Linked DNA regions of Sus scrofa: region 2 is linked to region 1. Evidence: chromatin contacts called from public Hi-C data. All regions are on one chromosome and are shown on one strand. The core of a region is the stretch at or near the end of the contact, and the rest is flanking DNA. Distances in the headings are between cores, read along the strand shown.

What was found. A called contact is a pair of places that touch in the nucleus more often than the background predicts.
Region 2: a Hi-C map of omental adipose tissue shows a contact between it and region 1, with 2.3 times the contacts expected there. The contact joins two enhancer-like sites. A contact is called at or near these places in 1 of 5 promoter capture datasets (liver), 25 of 47 Hi-C or Micro-C datasets (adipose tissue, alveolar macrophages, blood and 14 more) and 2 of 2 datasets of contacts at active chromatin or transcription factors (alveolar macrophages and skeletal muscle).

Annotation. Positions count from the first base shown.
Region 1 is chr2:90,771,764-90,774,288 of Sscrofa11.1, reverse strand. No RefSeq gene overlaps it. Among named protein-coding and RNA genes, the nearest start is that of ATP6AP1L, 92 kb to the right of the region's middle. Within about 2 kb of position 1,263, at least 6 of the 83 cell types and tissues checked have an H3K27ac peak or open chromatin away from gene starts, as enhancers often do. A contact at or near this core is called in omental adipose tissue, where this site is marked.
Region 2 is chr2:91,795,901-91,798,425 of Sscrofa11.1, reverse strand. The region is part of intron 12 of VCAN (versican); the gene reads right to left. Among named protein-coding and RNA genes, the nearest start is that of VCAN, 97 kb to the right of the region's middle. Within about 2 kb of position 1,260, at least 17 of the 83 cell types and tissues checked have an H3K27ac peak or open chromatin away from gene starts, as enhancers often do. A contact at or near this core is called in omental adipose tissue, where this site is marked.

The sequences.
Region 1 (2,525 bases), core at 14-2,513:
GAGAAGCTATAAAGTGCTTCCTATGTGAAAAGGTAAAAGTATTTGATTTAATAAGAAAAGAAAAAAAAATCATGTTTAGGTTGCTAATATTTACAGTAGGAGCAAATCTTTGACCAGAAAAATTGTGAAGGAGGAAAAGAAATTTGCACTAGTTCTGCACCTCGAAAAGCAAAAGTTAAGGTCACAGTGCATGATCAGTGCTTAAGATGGAAAAGGTATTAAATTTATAAGACTTTAAGAGAGAGAGAGATACCACATTCACATAAGTTTTATTACAATATATTGTGGTGGTTGTTCTATTTTATTATTATTATTGTTCATCTCGTACTGTGCCTAATTTATAGATTAAACCTTATGACAGTTATGTATGATGAGAAACAACATAGTATACCCAGGTTCAACATCTCCAGAGATAATGGGGGACTACTGCATAATCCTTTTTGGTTCACAAAATCTTTTCAAATACCTGATCTCTTTTGAGTCTCTCAAAAACCTTGTGAAGTAAGAAGGGCGGGTACATTAGAGATCTGACAGGTGAGGAAACTGCAGCTTTGCCCTGCCCAAGGTCAGAGAGCTGATGAAGAGTAAAGACAGAGTATCCATCCTGATCCCTTGCCTTCTAGATTGAGCTGGGCAGGAGCGTTAGGGCAACGTTACCATCTGAGCCTCGCAAGAAACAGGGACGAGACAAACAGTGCAGAAGAGAATAGGCACGAAGGAGAGGTACAATAAGCTGACCAAGATCCCAAAGCTAGAGAGTCAGAACTCTAACCAGGTCTGACTCTGGGTCCTGTATTCTTTCATTTATTTTATTTTATTTATTTTGTGTTTTAGGGCCTCACCCACAGCATATGGAAGTTCCCAGGCTAGGGGTCGAATCAGAGCCGTAGCTGCCGGCCTGCACCACAGCCACAGCAACACGGAATCCAAGCCAGGTCTGAGAGCTCCACCACAGCTCACGGCAATACTGGATTCTCGACCCACTGAGCAAGGCCAGGGATTCAACCCGCATCCTCATGGATATGAGTTGGATTCATTTCTGCTGAGCCACAAAGGCAACTCCCTGTATTCTTTCTGTTTGGATCACAGCCTCCCACACTAGCACAGATGAGGAAAGGGCCTTTCCTTTCTTCTCCCCCCATCATTCCCTGGTCCTCCTCCCTCCTCCTCTCAGCCTACTTCCCTTCCTTCCACTAGAATCATCCTCTCAGCCACGGAAATCTCTCCACAGCCCACCCCTCTTCTTCCCCCTGTTACTCCCTTCCAAAAGCAGAAGGGAACCGCCCGACTTACTCAGAGCAGCTCCAGCCAACTGACTTAAGATAAGACAAGCACCTTGGCAGTGAGATGTGAATATAAAATTGCAAACAGCTTTTGAAGTTGCAGATCCATAATCTTCTAAGCCAAAGAAGAAGGGTTTGCGTCTTCTCCCTCTTGTCTAAATCAACACTCCAAAGGTCTGAAATGAGTCCAGCCAGCCTTCGGATGTGATCTCACAAGCCTGCCTGCCACACACATGCATTTCCAGCCTGTCGCCTGAGCACAGCCCCATGGGGCTTGTCATCGCTTGATACAGGGGATGTGTTTCTGCTGAAATCAAAGTGAAGGGATGTACTTTGTTGCCCTTTCATGTGCTCAAATACGTCCTGACTGACATGGTTAGGCGTTTATCTCTTTAAGAAACTAAGCACTTTCATGTTTAGGAGAAGGATGTTTAGGGTTTCAGAACACAGGAGTGGTCAGAATCCGACCTACCACTTACTAGTGTGTAACCTTGGTCAAATAACTTAATATATCTCATCTCAACTTTTCCACCTGTAAAGTGGAAACCTAATAATAGCACTTTTGTTATAAACTTGTTATAAGTATTAAATTGCTGATCCATACAAAGAATTTAGTCCAGTGGTGGGTATGGGATAAGTAATAATATTAACTCCACTGTTAAAACAGAAACAGAAATTCAGGACACATATTCCATGTCCTCTGGATGTTTGATGGCATCTTAACAGGTCCCCATCATATTTTAGGGTCATAGTAAATAGGTTTGGTTGGTTAAGGATAAAACTAGTGTTTATATTATCATATTTTCAATAAAATGACTGTATGCATAGGAACTAATAAGAATAAAATTTCTTTTAGAATTAATTCAGCTTAAAATAACAATGCTTGCTAAGAATATGCACAATTTTTTAGCTTCTTTATAGTTTACATTTGCAAATTTTCTACATAAATGTGCATTATTTTACATAAATGTGCATAATTTATGAAAAGTGAAAATAAAAATACATATATAATAAATTTAAGCAAAATATGTCTCACAGTATAGAAATATAGTATCATTACAGGAAACTGCAATCAAAAAATAAATAAGTACTCTATGATTGCATCATGGTTTCCCCTACTGGCCCAGTTGGACATCACTTTTGGAAAGTTTTATAGCCTTAAGTCTCCAAATCCAAATGGAAATGCGCCCCAGATAGTACTCAGATAAAACTGGCAATGGTTTCAGATGAGAGAAAGGCAAA
Region 2 (2,525 bases), core at 11-2,510, 1.0 Mb before region 1:
AATAGAGCCTCTCTCACATGGATGGGGTCTCAACCACACAGAAACGTAGATTCTTGGCATAAGCAGAGAAAAACTCCCCCCTCTCATCCGGATTTTTTTTTTTCTCCTCACTGGGATTATAAGCAAACATCCTGGGTGATTGAGCCCAGAGCCACCCTCTTCGAGGGCTAGATGGGCAAACTAAAAATTATTCCAAAAAGGCAGCATGGCTTGGGGAGAATTCATTTTAACACCATTGGCAAAAATAAATGCTAATCAGACCTCAGCCTGTTTATCTGGGTCTCAGACGCTCATCTCCCCCATTCCAAACCTTGAACTCTTGTTTCTTCCATAGACCAGAATTCAATCAATTCTGAAAAGAAATTTGTGTCTGAAAAGAAAGCCTTAAGTTATTTGTATTTTTGTTCTCTTCTGATGGTGGAGAAAGCTATGACATAAAAGTCAAACAGGTGATGCAGAGGAAAGCCAGTCCAGATTGTAAACTTTTCTGCATGTTCTATAACAAAATTGCATTTTATTCAGAGGTAATTATTTCATAACTAGTATGAACTCTTTAATACTGTACATTTTATGAAAAAGTTACTTTTACAGTTCTAATTAATGATTAACTCTCTATATCTATAAAAAAAAAAGTGCCCCAAAGACAACCTTTTCAATTAAATTGGATTTATTAACTTTTCAGTTACTGTTTTCTGTTTCTCTCCATCTCTCTACCCCCACTCCACCACCACTCAGATTCAAGCAAGTTAGCTGCCAAAAGCATAAAATGATTCTAAAATCCCTGGCCAAAATCCAACAGCTGAGTACTATTCTTGCAAATGAAAATTGTCTCCACAAACTAGAGAATTTGTTTTGAACTAATTCTAATACTGAGAGGACAAACTCAGGGCGGGTTGAAATTATTCATCACAATCTATCAAACTTTGCAAATGCTTAGATTATTTTGTTCCAAATAATCTGTATATTATTGTCAAAAGTTTATTTCTGTCTTGCATTAACATAAAAGTAGGGTGTTATCCTGCAGGTCTTTGAAGCACAGAGGACTCCACTGCCTGCCAACATTCTCCACTCTCAGAGTGACCTCAACTTAGCTTTAAGAGGGATTCCACTGAGTTTTCTCAGGCAGGATGGCTGAAGAGTTATCTTCCCCTTCCCAGCTCTTTACAAGTCTCCAACTTGATTCAATCAACACACCCAGTGTGATAAAGTATGTGTGTGTTCCGGGCATGGGGTGGGGTCTCTGCTTTTGAAAGTTATCAGCAACCTACAGAAGTCAGACAGGGTTTACATCCTTTCAAGGTGACTCTCTGCTTATATAGTGTCTGGGAGTCCTGACTGTCATTCAGAGATACCAGACGATCTTTTATCATTAAAATACACAACACCATGATCAGTGGCCCAAATCTCAGCAGATAACTAGCATCAGGGAGCAGGAACAAACTAAACTGAGGATAAAACTTTCCTGGTGGAGAGATAGATTGCTATCTTTTTTCTAAGGTTAAAAAAGCATTATTTCATAGACTCAGACATAGAAAACAAACCTATGGCTAGTTACTGAGGCAGAGGGGATAAATTAGAAGTTTGAGATTAAAAGATACACACTACTACATATAAAATAGATAAATAGAAAAGACCTACTGTACAGTATAGGGGATTACATTCAATATCTTGGAACAACCTATAATGGAAAAGAATCTAAAAAAAGAACAAATTCAGTATAACTGAAACATAACATTATAAATAAACTATCCTTCCATTTAAAAAAGCAATATTTCAGAAAGACACAAGATTTAGAAATAAACCAGGTGCTCTGCTTTGCTTTGCTTTACAAAAGGGGTTTATTGGTTCAGCTATGAGCACTGCTTTCAGTTCAAGTAAGGAAACAGGATCATCTAGCATTAGTTAGTAACTGCTGTAATAGTCACATCCCAGCTGGTCCTTTACATGATACATATATAAGAAGATGGATTTATGAGAAAATACGCAAGCAGTTGGGTGGTGAAAAGGAAAGGCTGGAGCGAGGAAGGTTCTTGTGCAGTAGAATGACTTACATTTATGCCTGCATGCACCATTCCAACCTAGTATTTTTTTTCCACTTCAAGATACTTTTTGTCTTTTTTTGTAAGTTTTTTTTTTTTTGGCTTTTTTTTGCTATTTCTTGGGCCGCTCCCGCAGCATATGGAGGTTCCCAGTCTAGGGGTCTAATTGGAGCTGTAGCCACCGGCCTACACCAGAGCCACAACAATGCAGGATCCGAGCCGCGTCTGCAACCTACACCACAGCTCAAGGCAACGCTGGATCCTTAACCCACTGAGCAAGGCCAGGGACCGAACCCGCAACCTCATGGTTCCAAGTCGGATTTGTTAACCACTGCGCCACGACGGGAACTCCAGATTTTTTTTTATATTATAGTTGATTTACAATGTTCTGTCAATTTCTGCTGTACAGCAAAGTGACCTAGTCACATACATTCTTTTTCTCATATTATCCTCAGTCATATTCCACCAGAAGTGACTAGACAGGGT